5 separate regions of the Sus scrofa genome follow, and all the other regions are linked to region 5. The links are chromatin contacts, called in public Hi-C maps. All regions are on one chromosome and are shown on one strand. Each heading gives the region's core, a stretch centred on a gene start, on an enhancer-like site or on the middle of the called end of the contact. The rest is flanking DNA. Distances are from core to core; before and after follow the strand shown. Region 1 overlaps LOC106504496 (a long non-coding RNA gene). Region 2 has its middle 55 kb from the start of PPP1R36. Region 3 has its middle 40 kb from the start of AKAP13. Region 4 overlaps MTHFD1 (C-1-tetrahydrofolate synthase, cytoplasmic). Region 5 overlaps AKAP13 (A-kinase anchor protein 13).

Region 1 (2,700 bases), core at 124-2,623, 380 kb before region 5:
GAATACAAAATACTCCTTGCCCCTAGGGAGTTCACAGGCCTACCCAAAATCAAACAAGGAGATGACAGCTTGCATTTGGCAGGACTGGACTATAACGGCAGCAACTGCCTGAATGTGATAGGATGGCAGGTTTGGATTGCCTGCTTCAAACCATCTTAGAGACATAGTCTTGCCTCTCCAGCCCCACTGTCTCTATTCAAGTCCAGCTCATCCTTTCTGGCCCCAACTACTGCAATAACCTCCTAAGAGAACCCCTCTCTGGTCCTAGTTTTACATCAATTTCATCCTCAGGGTAATCTTTCCAAAATGCAAATGTGGTTCTATCATATACTGTCTACATAAAAAGATTTAATGACTCATTGTCCTCATAATTAGACCCATGCACTTAATATTCCTTATAAGGCCTTTTGTGATCTGACCTCTGCTTTCCTCTCCTTTTTCTCTCCCCCGCTCCTCTGCAGTCTCTCGGTTTCCCAAAAGGTTTTATCCCTGGCTGGTTTTAGCCCAAGTTGTTTTTCTCTCTGCCTAGAATATTTTAAAATGAAAACCCATGCCCCTCTGACCAGCTATTCTCCTTAATCCTGCTAACTAGAATTTATTCTTCAGGTCTCAGATTAGATGTTATTTCCTTTGATAAACTCTCCCTGATGGTACAAGACTGGGTTATTCAACCCTCCTGGGTACACCCATAGCACTCTTTACTTCCATCATCCTTGCATTTGTCATATTTCCTCATACTAGAAAAATGTGTATCTTCCCTCTGACTACTATAAGCTCCCTAAGGATAAGGTCTCCCTTTTGTTCAACAATGTATCCCCATTTCTTAGCACAGCTCCTGGTATAGAACAATACACAATCAAAATTAATTGAGTAGATGAATAAACAAATCATAAAACGCAATTGGTACTGTTCAAGGAATCATAAGATTCTTGGGCATGAGATTTTAGTAGAGAAGGTCTTCCTGTGTATGTCAGTCACAGTCCCTTTCCATCAAGTTGTCAACCATACATGCTCAAGACACGTTGTTTTAGCACAGATAACATGAAGATGTGGAGAAGATCACCTAATCCATCTTTTCACTTACAGCAGAGAAGTTCTATGGAACAAACAAAAAGCAAAGACTTTAACAAAGGGACTTTTTTAAACAAACAGCAAAGACTTTAACAAATGTTTCCTGCACAGTAAAGGGAACACACAAGGCTTGGTGAGGCATCTGGAGATTAGCAATGCTGAGAAGCTTTACTACCCCTAGGGCTTCTCCAGACAAGAGGAGGAAATACTGTTTTTAGAGCCCAGTGAGAGCAGGAACCATGGAGGAAGGGCTGTCTAGCAGGAGTTGTACTTATGGCAGGATGCAACAACAGCCACAGGACGCTAAAGCCGGAAGAGAGAACAAACACCCAGTTCTCTTTTTATCCCACCCTCCTTCTCCTCAACCCGCCTGGATGACCTGAAAGCAAGTTGGCAATGGACCCTGGGTTATGCAGTCCAGAGGACTCAGCATGGCAGAGCATGAATCTGGAAGGGGAAGAAAACAAAGAATAGCACACATTCTTACCTAAACCAGCATCTGTGAGAGCAGAACTGTTATCTTCCCTGTGTCCTGGGGGATATGTGATTAAAGAGAAAATACAGAAGTTTAGTGTTTAATTTTTGTGATCCCTAAATACTTTAAAAAAGCAAAGAAGCCCAGAAATAAATATAAAAGACCCTCACCTACCAACAACCCAGATATAACACATGAACTTTTTGTCATGACTGTTTCAGAGTTAATGCTCTTGTTTAAGGGGAAAAAAATCATCACTAAAGTGGTATGTATTCCTCCATTCACAATTTTGCTAAATATATTTGTATCTATGAACAATATATAACATTGTTTTGTATCATTATGCAATTCACAAAATGGTCCCATACTGTGTATGTCCTTTTGAATCTTATTTTATATGGTCAGCACAATGTTTCTAGCATTTATTTGTGTTGATACATATAAATCTGGTTTGTTTTTACTTCTATGTGGTTTTCTATTGTATGAATATTTACATTTTCCATGTTACTAATATACATGAATTTATTTCCACCATTCTTATTTTGTTGTTTTATGTTTTTCTTTTCCTACCCATTTTGGTTGTTGTTGCTTTTTTTTTTTTTTTTTTTTTTTTGGAAGGGGGGTGGTAGGAGAAGGAGATTCTTTTCTGTATTTCCTCTGCTTCCTAACCATATAGGGAGTTACAGATTTTATTTATTTTCTTTTAATTTATAATCTTAATTGTTTAACATACATCATTGACCTAAAGAAATTATTAGGATATTAAACTATTTAAGCTCTTGCTTTTCCTCCCTACCTTCCATGTTATTGTTGCCTAGAATTTTAGTTCCACATATTTAACCAAAAAATAAATCATTTTAAAATTTGTTTTTGGAGCTCCTGCCTTGGTGCAGTGGGTTAAGAATCCAACCACAGTGGCTAGGTTCTCTGTGGAGGTGTGGGTTTGATCCCCAGCCTGGCACAGTAGGCTAAAGGATCTGGCATTGTTTCGCCTGCAACATAGTTCAAAGCTGCAGCTCAGATTCAATCTCTAGCCCAGAAACTTCCATATGCTGTAGGTATGGCCATAAAAAAATTTAAAAAAAATTTGTTTTTAGTCAAAGTTCAGTATATTTGTTTACATGTTTACTAATTACCTCGAATCTTACTTCTTT
Region 2 (2,700 bases), core at 130-2,629, 470 kb after region 5:
CCAGCTGTGCACGTGATACACATATGCCACCACCACATGGACTGCAAGCTTGGGCATGGCTCATGAGAATAGCTGCCTTTTGAGATTGCAGAGGTTTTATCAAGTAATCTTCATATCATACCTTGGTATATATTCACCCCTGAATTTTGGGTTAATGAGCCAATTTAAGTCAGTTCAAATAAATTTCATTCAGTTCAACTAACCATTATGGAGGACATGTGCTAGGCCCTTAGGAAAACGAATGACTCTTGATCTCTGCCTTTAGAGACTTCACAGTCAAACAAAGAAGAAGCAAAAATACTTAATTTTAATATCATGTGATCAAAGACATATTTCAGATACAAACTGCCATGGAAGCATAGAGCCTGACTGATGATTTTTGTATAGGAATCACCAAAGGCTCACAGAAGCCCGGACACTTGGGTGGGCTTTGAAGAAAGAGTGGAGGGGAGAGAATTTATCAGGTGACACTGAGGTCTTGAGAGTGACAGCTTCTATTGGCCCAGAGACCGGAGTTTTATTATTGCTACCATTATTATTATCGTTATACATTACCATTTTTATTTTGCCTAAGTCATATTCATAGCAACTGTGAAATTTCTAGATCAACATGCACATGAAACAGGATTTGAGGCAACAAGAACTCAGAAGCCATGCGTTTAAGTTGTACCTCCACTTTGCAGAAAAATTTCAAAAGCACCCCTAACAACTCAGAGTAAGAATCCTGGTGTGAGTGCATGTCTATATATTTATTTTTAGCCATTCTTACATATTTGGACCAAGGCCATTTCTAAACGGTAAAATAGTAAATGGTCAGAGCACGATGTCCTGTCTGTGATAACTGGAAGAAGAGGCACTCTTTCCGAGAACCCCATTTGGAAGGTTCTGGTCATTTCCATTCAAATCATAGGAGTGTGTGAGAAGCAGGAGCTCATCCCTGTTTATCTCTATGTCCAAATTGGTGACACCATCAAACGCTACACATCAGGAGGGAACCTTCAGAAATCTCACCCCTCTGCATGCTGCTGTGGTTTCCATGATAGGACCGATAGGAGAAATGATAAGAGAGAAAGGAGAGCATGGAGGAGGACACAGGTATCCTGCAGAGTCAGGACACGCGGTGACGCCAGGGCTCTCCGAATCTCTCCCCAGGCAGTGGGGTTTTTCTCTCAGTGATGTTTTCTTCAATAAAAAGAAATGAATCCTGTTATAAGTCCGGCCCTTCTGGGGTTGCAAGGAGGGCAGTGGTGGTGCCACCAACCAGGCCCGTCCCCGCCCAGCAAGCTCGGGATCCTGAGGGGACAAAGCTGCATGTCTGTCCCTGGGCACCAACACATCTCTGGAATGGCCAACAGCCCAGGCACCATGAACAGGAAGGCTTTATTTTCAGAGCTGGGTGGGAGAGAAGCAGCTGAACGAGGAGTGTTCAGTGCTTTGCTATGGTGCAAGGTCAGGGCTTATTTTCAAAGCAAATGACAGATTGTTCTTTGTCCATCTGTAGCTAAATGACACCCGCGGCCCCAGGAGGAATAGTTGGTGCCCGTCACGAGACGCCACGCCCTCCTCACATGCTTGTGTCAGGCTCTAAAAGGAGCCTGATGAGCCAGCCTGCCGCCCTGCCCCTGACCTCTGGCCACCAACTCTGCTTTTCCCCTCTTCTTTCTTTGGTGTCTGGTTTCACAAACGCCGAATAAAAAGCTTATTGATTCAGCATTTGAAGTCATTGGAGCTGAACTAACTGAAGTTTTCCTTTGCAATATCTTAGCAAAGGGCTTGATAAATAAACAAAGATAAAAAGCTGTTAGAGGAAGAGGGGATTTAATCCAATTAAAATAATAAATGTATCAAAAAGACTAAGTGGGATTGCCATGTTCACATTTTGTGGTCGATAGGTTTTATATTTTGGGCGGTCTCCAATTGATTGGCACGATGTTGACAAAAATTATGCAACTTAAAAAAAAGGAAGGAAGAGAAAGAAAGATTATAGCTAAGATTATTTAAAATGGCACCGTGGGAGCTCCTGCTGTGGTGCACCAGTGGGACTGGTGGTGTCTTGGGAACACTGGGACATGGGTTTGATCGCTGGCCCAGCACAGTGGGTTAAGGATCTGGTGTTTCCCCAGCTGCACTTAGGTCAAGACTGTGGCTCAGGTCTGATCCCTGGCCCAGGAGCTCCGTATGCCTTGGGGCAGCCAAAAATGAAAAACAAAACAAAACAAAACAAAAACAGCACTGTGATTGATTAGCAATGTCTGTGCTGGGCTCAAAGGAAGACACAGGAGTGATAGTAAATAGGCCAGGTATTTGCTTCCTTAATTGTGCTCAAGTTGCTTTTTGAAAAGGAGCTGTGCAAAAAATAAACAAAATGAAAGCACATAACATGAATTAAGCATTTATTGTGTTCTAGGCCTATGCTAGATACTGTAATTAATTTTTTCATCTGATGCTCATTGCACTCTGAAAAATAGTAATGATCCTATTTTACAAATGGGGAAATTGAATCCTATAGAGGTTAAGCTGACAAAGGCCAGATGGCCAGTTGGTAGCAGAGTCAGGTTGGAAATTTGGGGTTGGCTGATGCCAAAGTCCATTGTCCTTTCAATTAAAATAAAAAAGACCTCTAGTTGACAACGCATTAAATGAATCAGTATGTTAAAAGGCTTCTGCATGTATGGGAATTTTTTTTTTTTTTTTTTTTTT
Region 3 (2,700 bases), core at 126-2,625, 350 kb before region 5:
GCACATTGACACTGATCCCATGAGCACTCTCAGAATACTTTTGTTCCTGTTTTTCAACAACTCTACCACTCTAAGTGTGGTGTCCAGAGCAGCAGAATTGGCACCACCTGGCATCTCCTTAGAAGTGAAGAATCTCAGCCCTCCCCAGACCTCCTGACTCAAAATCTGCATTTTAACAAGATCCCCCAAGTGATTCATATGCGCATTCATGTTTGAGAAGCACTGTTCTAAGGTTTCCAAAAGGCAAAATAAAACTGCAAAGTGAACAGCTGCAAAACAGATGCAAAGCAAACCACGTGGTGTAACATATGACTTCTCCAGAGGATTTATGACCCTCTGTGGATGGTAGCTTGTAATATAGAAAACAGAAATTTGAAAGAATGTGTGCAAAAAAATCAATGTCATGTTATATCTTTTTAATTGCCCTTAAAGGGATCCACCTTGGGTTCAAGAAAATGTAGTGCTAGTACCTAAAACTGCTTCATGCACCCAATGAGGGCACAAGTATTTGGTGGGTTTTTGTTTTTGGTTTTTTCTCATAAGGAACAAAGTTAAGATTTATACTGATCTTCCATGAAATCAGGGAGTTTGATTTGATCAGTATTTCCAACACAGCATTCCATAGTACCAAAATTTTGTAACGAGAAAAAAGTCAATGTTGTATATTTTAAATAACTTAGAAAATAGACTAAGGTGACTGGATCAGTTTCAACTTAAAGTCCTCATTCAACTTACCCAGATTGATTCATTGAAGAAATATTAAGTACCTCCTAGTGTATAGCACAAGGAAATTTACTCAATACTGTGTAATAAAGTATATGGGAAAAGAATCTGAAAAGGAATGGATATATGTATAACCGATTTACTGTGCTGTACTCCTGAAATTAACATAATTTTGTACATCAACTATATTCCAATAAAATTTTAAAAAGAAAGAAAGATTAGGTCCCAGAATCTTTGCAAAGGAGAGTTTGAAGGAATGCAGCAACCAGTGCTGCAAATCATTGCCTGAGATTAGGTGCGGCAGGCAGCACTTGATAACTGAGACGAGAGGGGAACAGAGATGGGGGAGGAGTCGGACCCGCAGGACCTGGAGGGAGGAGGAGGGGGAGGAGCTCTGGATGCCCTTGTGAATGCGCTGGAGCTCGACCGTTCGGGAGGCAGGTCTAGCCGGATTCACACGCTTGCCTGCAGGACAGACCACGACTCTGCTTGTGGAAGGTTTTCCGAGGACAACGTCCCGCGATCCCGCTGCCTCTTTCCCACGGAGCTGTGGCCGAGTTTCAGTTGAACAATCCACAAGGGTCAAGACTCTGGAGAGCAGGTCTAGGAGAGGCCGCTAGAGGCCGCGCTCGGTCCCTTCCCCGAAAACCGAAAGGGCTCCAGCGAATGTGTGTTCAGCCAGCACTGTGTTCTTTCATAACCTCCGCGCTGTGCTTGCGGCTCTCTGCGAAGGCCGGAGGCAGATCAAACACCGGCCTCGAAGTCAGAGAATGCTGTAGCCCCTCCATCACAGATGGTGGGATGCTGGGTGGCCTCTTAGAGCCCTTCCTCCGACTGCCGGGCCTCTCCCCAGGACTCCCCTGGGGCTGAAAGCTTGGTCCGCTGATAACAGTCCCCTGACCCCGCTGGGATTCTGAAGCCCAGAGAATGGATTTGGAGAGAAAGCAGTGGAGCAAGGGTGGAGAGAGAAGGAACCTCAGAGCTCAGGCAGGCAGACTCCTTCCCAGCGTGGCACCTGAGCCTTGGGACTGCTCCCCTGGAGGTTGGGCCTGAGTTGACGCTACAGGAGGAACCCAAGTGGAAGAAATCAACCAATCTGGGAAATGAAGCAGAGGTTTCTAGAGGCTGCCCCGCCTAAAAGAGTGTTCAAAGGCCACTGAATTCTTAAGGTCATTGGACTTTTTTTTTTTTTTAACCTGTGACGACTCAGTCAGGACAAGGCAAGCAAGAGAAAATTGCTCCTGAAATACTTCCTGAAAAGTTCTGAACCAGTGAATCACAATCCGGTCGCAGGACAGAGAGGCACTGGCACTTCCACAGGGAAAGGAAATCACCCAATATTTGTGAGCACCCCTCCAGGCTCACAAATTTTTGCATTCAGTTGCTTAGTGCTTTTTGCATTCAGTTGCTTAGTGACCTAACAGGCCAGGGGGGCGAATATAAATATCTCCATTTCCCTGATGTCAACATCAGGACTGGGAGATGTTAAGTAATTTTCCAGGGTGGGCTGGTAACAAAGTGACAGAGCTATGATGCTTGTTTATTTGATTTAGTTTATAAATAGATTATACAGTCACATCATTCAAAATCATAAAGCCTAGAAAAATCTCTCATCCACATGACCCCCAAATATCCAGTTGCCTTCATACACAGGTAATAACTACCATCATGTGTTCCTTATTATGTAGACACTTTCAGCATTTCCTTATGCATACCAGTTAATGAGAAATATATTATTTTTGTTTGTTTGATTTTCTTGTTATTGTTGTTGTCTTTTTGCCTTTTCTGTGGCCACTCCCTCGGCATATGGAGGTTCCCAGGCTAGGGGTCGAATCGGAGCTGTAGCCACGCCACAGCCACAGCAACGTGGGATCTGAGCGTCTGCAACCTACACCACAGCTCACAGCAATGCCAGATCCTTAACCCACTGAGCAAGGCCAGGGACTGAACCCGCAACCTCATGGTTCCTAATCGGTT
Region 4 (2,700 bases), core at 42-2,541, 290 kb after region 5:
TTTTTTTTTGTCTTTTTAGGGCTGCATCGCAGCATATGGAGGTTCCCAGGCTAGGAGTCGAATCGGTGCTGTAGCTGCTAACCTATACACCATAGTCGCAGCAGTGCAGGATCCAATCTGTGTCTGCAACCTACACCACAGCTCATGGCAACGTCAGATCCTTAACCCACTGATCAAGGCCAGGGATCAAACCCGGGTCCTCATGGATACTATTTGGGTTCATTTCTGCTGAGCCATGATGGGAACGCCTTCATTTCATCATGAATACTTTTTAGCCGAGGGTTTTTTTAAACGAGGATGTGCACCGTGTTTAAAGGAAGTGGATCATGGCCATCATTAACAAATCAATAAATCATGCCGGAGAGGGTGTGGAGAAAAAGGAACCCTCCTACGCTGTTGGTGGGACTGTAAATTGATACAGCCACTGTGGAAAACAGTATGGAGGTACCTCAGAAAACTAAATATAGAACTACCATATGTCCCAGCAATCCCACTCTTGGGCATATAGCCAGACAAAACTTTCATTGAGAAAGATACATGCACGCCTATGTTCTTTGTAGCACTATTCACAGTAGCAAGACATGGAAACAAATGTCCAACAGCAGATGAATGGATTTGGGAGATGTATATACACACAATGGAATACTACTCAGCCATAAAAAAGAATAAAATAATGCCATTTGCAACATGGATAGAACTAGAGACTTTCATACTAAGTAGAGTAAGGAAAAGAAAAATACCATATGATTTCATTTATATCTGGAATCTAATATATAGCACAAAGGAACCTTTCCACAGAAAAGAAACTCATGGACTTGGAGAACACACTTATGGTTGCCAAGGGGGACGGGGAGGGAGTGGGATGGGCTGGGAGTTTGGGTTAGTAAATGCAAACTGTTGCCTTTAGAATTGGTAAGCAGTGAGATCCTGCTGTATAGCACAGGGAACTATATATCTAGTCACTTGTGATGGAACATGATGGAAGATAATGTGAGAAAAAGAATATATATATATTTATGTATGACTGGGTCACTTTGCTGTACAGTAGAAATTGACAGAACACTGTAAATCAACTATAATGGAAAAAATAAAAATCATTAAGAAAAAGAAAAAAAAAACGAAACCAAAAAAAAAAAAAGGAAGTGGATCAGAAATTTCAAGTGGAAAGTGTTGGCTAACCTAAGTGCAGATTTTCTGTGGCTGGCGAGCAAAGGTCAAGCTCAAAGCCTTGGGACAGTTATTATTGGTCAGTCCTGCCACCAAGTTTGTACTCTACCCCATGTTTAGCACACAGTGTGTTATAACCTGGTAGAAACAGCTCTCATGAGCCGCAGCAGCAGCTGTAGGCTTCCCACTTCCTCTCGACCATAGTGAAGCTACCATTTGCTCTAAGGCAGCTTCAGATCCTTTACTGAACCCTCAAAAGTATAGTAAAATATTTTCTAAACACTTAACACTTTGAGGGATTTAATTCATGGTGTTAGCATTATAGAACTTATTTTTTTTTTTTGGATGGAGTTCATGTTACACAAAAAGCACAATTTTATTTATTTATTTGCTTTTTAGGGCTGTACCCGTGGCATATGGAGGTTCCCTGGCTAGGGGTCAAATCAGAGCTACAGCTGCCAGCCTATGCCACAGCCACAGCCACAGCCACGCCGGATCCTTAATCCACTGAGCAAGTCCAGGGATCGAACCCACAACCTCATGGTTCCTAGTTGGATTCATTTCTGCAGTGCCACGACGGGAACTCCAGAAGCACAATTTAAACACTGCCTTAAGCAAGAGTCTCCTTCAGCGGAGCCCTCAGGACCTTATCTCTGCTCCCCTCTTTGTGGTGGCTCGTTCTCATCCCTGACAGTCATGGGATGGACTTTGTGGGCCAGAGGATGCACTCCGGTCATGCGTCCACCTTTGGGTGCTCACCCACACCATCTCCACTCAGTAGACTAGGTCAGTCCTGAAAAGGATGTTGGGATGGTGCCAGAAGAATGGGTGCCAAGTAAACAAAAAGAAAGCTTTCTCCTACCATTAAAATTCTCCTTTTCACTTCCCTGCAGATAACCCTGTGGCTCAGGCCCTAAGCCAAAAGAGAAATTTGGATGAGGAACTAAATTACGGACATGAATCTAGTTTTCCTCCCTTCCCTCCACCCTATTACGGCTCCCTGTTGGTTGTCTTTCTCCCATGTAATTTAATCTGCTGTCCTCTTCCATAAGGCTGTTTAGGTATATGTCAGGGTTTCTTTTTGCTTTGAGTGTGGGTTTTCTTCCCACTCTCATGACTCAATGAATGGATCTTGGCTTAAGCTCCTCTCAAAAACCCACAGCAAGAAGGACACATGTCCTTGTGTCCTAATTTGTAGCTGAAACCCTGAGTTGCCAAACAAGGAGCAGTTTTAGGACTGATGCTAAGAACCTGTTCCTGTGCACTTGTTCTAAGTTTTCCCATTTAGATGGCATCTGAAGGCGGGCAGCGTCCCGCAGTTCTCTGATGCACGCTGGCTCTTCTTTCAGGGGTGCAGATTGCCGGGAGGCAGGCTGTGGTGATCGGGCGCAGTAAAATAGTGGGTGCCCCGATGCATGACTTGCTTCTGTGGAACCATGCCACAGTGACCACCTGCCACTCCAAGACTGCCAATCTAAACGAGGAGGTAAGGGGTCCAGAGTGGGGTGGAAGGTGTTTGTGTGTGTTGTGCGC
Region 5 (2,700 bases), core at 176-2,675:
GAGGTGGGTGACGCCGTTGGGCTTGGGTGTGGCAAAACAGTTGCCAGGAGGGAAACACCGTCAGTTGCACAGTTCATAGACTCTGAGATTAAAAATACATCACTCATTCCAAAGAGATGTCAGAGGAATTTTCAGTTCCTGAGACCTTAGAGAAACGTAAGTTTAACTCAACAGCAACTAGATTTATTATTAAACCTTGTTACTCATATCCTTAATCTTTCTCTAAGCAAAAGAGAGCACAAAAGATACTCTTTTGTCCATTTGATTTTGGTTTTTACTTTTTAAGTGATCAGCTCCTTCACGTTAAGGAAATTAGGTTTATTAACTCATCTGTACATCTGGGTTTGCTTTAATAATTGTTTTTATCAAACCTATATTTTCTGGTGCTGTCTGGTAACTCTAACCTCACCAGTAGCCTTGGGTATACCCAGCCCTCTCCCTGGCCTTAGTGAGCTGAGTACACAAAGCAGCCCGGTGCTGTCAGCCCACTGGCATACAGCTCAGGTGAGTGAAACGGGTGCTTTTCTCATCTCCGAAGTCTAAGTGATGCTGTAGGTCACTACTGTCAGAACTCCCAAGAGTCCTTAGCTAGCGTTTCACCATGCTTAGGCCAACTATAAAGAAGTCCCAGGCGATCAGCTGGTCTCAGAGGTGAATGAAGCAGGACACCCTGCATTCTGAGATTGGGATCAGAATGAAGACGTGTAAAGAGGTTCTTGCTCCGCAGTATGATGGGACTGGAAGAGAGGTGTGGACTGGGGACTGGGAGAGGGTTGAGAGGTCCTTGTGAGAGCCTCGCTCAGCCCCAGTGAGGGTGGGAGGTGAACATGAGTTCAGTCTCAAAGGATGAAGAGGGAGCCAGACAGGTGGGAGGAGTAAGTGGAAGTGCAGAGATGAAGGGTCTGGCATGTGGAGAAGGGCGGGTGGTCAGGGTCTGGGACAAGCAGCAGAGTGAGACCGGGAGGGACAGGAAATAAGGCTGCAGCATCAGCTGGGGGCCGGGTTGGAGCGGGTGTGTACTCTGGACTGACTGCTGGGCTGACAGTGATCCTGGTGATAGGAGTGGGCGAAGAGTGGATTCAGAATCGAGGCTTTTAAGCAGGAAAAGGGTGGATTAGAGTGCATATAATTGAGCTGCCGGGGGCGGTGTAGCTACAGCGAGAGTGAAGAGGGCAGTCACTGTTACAGGGGTGCTAGGAAGGGCTTATCCAGGCAGGGCCATTTCAGAGAGAAGAAATACCCCTTCCTGCCACCAACCAGCCATGTATGTCACTGCTGCGTGGTGCACTGGAACCGAATGATCCCTGAGGCCCCTTCCTCCCAGCCCTGGTACTCAGCTGTCCTGAGACCCACAGCTGAGGACCCTGCCTTCACTGCCACTTCAGGACCAGCTTTGAGGCAGCCTGGCAGTTGAGAAGCACCTCCTCTCTCTTCTCTCCTGTAAGGATGGGTTTCCTAGAGCTGCTGCTGCCTGGAGCCAGCACTGTGTTCTTTCCTTTATACAGCATTTTATTGATTCATTCCCAAAATAAAAAGTAATAGATCCCAGCTGTTGGAATAAAGTTGTGGTCAAAGCAATGGTAGAACGATACGTTTTCTGGCCTGAAATGTCTCCAGTGGAGATAGGAATTGGTGTTTAGTCATTTTCACCCCAAGTGAACTTGTGCCAAGAACAGCCAGTACTATGTTGGGTAACCTTTGAAAGGGATGGGATTGTTTTTCTCTGATCTACTGACACTGATCATATAAACTTCAAGATCTAATAAAGTTGAAACTTGTGTTTTAGAACCTTTTTTTTTTTTTTTGGCAGACACCTGAACTATTTAAAAGTAAACTTTAAAAAAATTGTCAAAACTAATGGTAGTACATGGAAAATTACTCTAGTCCAGGCTGAAAAACTAGACCTCCCTAGGAATCAGACATTCTTGCTTCTGTTTTCTTCATAGCTTCGCAACGAATTACACAGAGAGGGGACCCCAGTTTTGGCAAAAGTGGTAGAAAAGGCCAGGAGGGGCCTGACCACCCAGAAGGGAACTGCATATAAGTCAGCCCGTTCTTTCTCTCCAGGGAGTCAAAATAGGCTCCCCTCTCCAGAATGAGGGTGGTACAGAGGGGCCGGCCTGTTAGATCTCAGTAGATGGCCCACCCCCAGGAACAGCACAGTTTGCCCTCAAGGAGGTAGTGGAAAGTGTCACTTCATACTCCTAAAGAATTAGAGCAAGAGTTTGTGACATTCTTTTGATTCCTGGGCCCAACTAGAGATGTTCATCTGGCTTTTGTTCTGTTTTAACTGAGATGCAGAGAGGTTGAGGTTGTCTGTGGTGTGTTGGAACTGGGGCTCAGAGAGGTTCTCACAAGGACTTTTGCTGCCAGTGGCCATTGTCCAGCCATCCCGTCCTCCCAGGGGTATGGAGGAAGTCTGCCTTTCATTGAACCGAGATATTCTTCTACCTCACCTTCTGGCAGCCTCCCTGTCTGCTGTCCCACGCCTTTCCCAGTACTATGATCAGAAGTGAAGAGTTAGTGACCTGAGCATTTTGTAGCATATGTTGCCATTAACATCTGTTGGAGTCCTGCTTCCCAACTTTTAAAAGTATTTTGTTCTAAAAACCTTGCTCATGGGATATATCGTTCCAGCACAGAGTGCTTTTAAGCCTTCCTACAACAAAGCTTTGGTGATAAATCCCATCTTAAAATGCT

Evidence for each region. A called contact is a pair of places that touch in the nucleus more often than the background predicts.
Region 1: a Hi-C map of embryonic fibroblasts shows a contact between it and region 5, with 4 times the contacts expected there. The contact joins two enhancer-like sites. A contact is called at or near these places in 10 of 47 Hi-C or Micro-C datasets (embryonic fibroblasts, fetal heart ventricle, fetal skeletal muscle and 6 more).
Region 2: a Hi-C map of heart right ventricle shows a contact between it and region 5, with 2.3 times the contacts expected there. The contact joins two enhancer-like sites. A contact is called at or near these places in 2 of 47 Hi-C or Micro-C datasets (heart right ventricle and omental adipose tissue).
Region 3: a Hi-C map of alveolar macrophages shows a contact between it and region 5, with 1.8 times the contacts expected there. The contact joins two enhancer-like sites. A contact is called at or near these places in 6 of 47 Hi-C or Micro-C datasets (alveolar macrophages, embryonic fibroblasts, mesenteric adipose tissue and 3 more) and 1 of 2 datasets of contacts at active chromatin or transcription factors (skeletal muscle).
Region 4: a contact with region 5 is called in a Hi-C map of liver, with 2.9 times the contacts expected there. The contact joins two enhancer-like sites. A contact is called at or near these places in 3 of 47 Hi-C or Micro-C datasets (liver and undifferentiated spermatogonia).

The regions. Positions count from the first base shown.
Region 1 is chr7:87,825,773-87,828,472 of Sscrofa11.1, forward strand. It overlaps LOC106504496 (a long non-coding RNA gene), which reads right to left. Exons shown (of 4, transcript XR_002345980.1): 3 at 1,559-1,603; 4 at 1-1,096. Among named protein-coding and RNA genes, the nearest start is that of SV2B, 60 kb to the left of the region's middle. Within about 2 kb of position 1,374, at least 10 of the 83 cell types and tissues checked have an H3K27ac peak or open chromatin away from gene starts, as enhancers often do.
Region 2 is chr7:88,668,787-88,671,486 of Sscrofa11.1, forward strand. No RefSeq gene overlaps it. Among named protein-coding and RNA genes, the nearest start is that of PPP1R36, 55 kb to the left of the region's middle. Within about 2 kb of position 1,380, at least 22 of the 83 cell types and tissues checked have an H3K27ac peak or open chromatin away from gene starts, as enhancers often do. A contact at or near this core is called in omental adipose tissue, where this site is marked.
Region 3 is chr7:87,848,011-87,850,710 of Sscrofa11.1, forward strand. No RefSeq gene overlaps it. Among named protein-coding and RNA genes, the nearest start is that of AKAP13, 40 kb to the right of the region's middle. Within about 2 kb of position 1,376, at least 73 of the 83 cell types and tissues checked have an H3K27ac peak or open chromatin away from gene starts, as enhancers often do. A contact at or near this core is called in alveolar macrophages, embryonic fibroblasts, mesenteric adipose tissue and 1 more, where this site is marked.
Region 4 is chr7:88,495,355-88,498,054 of Sscrofa11.1, forward strand. It overlaps MTHFD1 (C-1-tetrahydrofolate synthase, cytoplasmic), which reads left to right. Exons shown (of 27, transcript XM_021099913.1): 7 at 2,517-2,653. Among named protein-coding and RNA genes, the nearest start is that of MTHFD1, 25 kb to the left of the region's middle. Within about 2 kb of position 1,292, at least 19 of the 83 cell types and tissues checked have an H3K27ac peak or open chromatin away from gene starts, as enhancers often do. A contact at or near this core is called in liver, where this site is marked.
Region 5 is chr7:88,200,751-88,203,450 of Sscrofa11.1, forward strand. All of the region lies in intron 27 of AKAP13 (A-kinase anchor protein 13), which reads left to right. Among named protein-coding and RNA genes, the nearest start is that of KLHL25, 90 kb to the right of the region's middle. Within about 2 kb of position 1,426, at least 20 of the 83 cell types and tissues checked have an H3K27ac peak or open chromatin away from gene starts, as enhancers often do. A contact at or near this core is called in alveolar macrophages, embryonic fibroblasts, liver and 2 more, where this site is marked.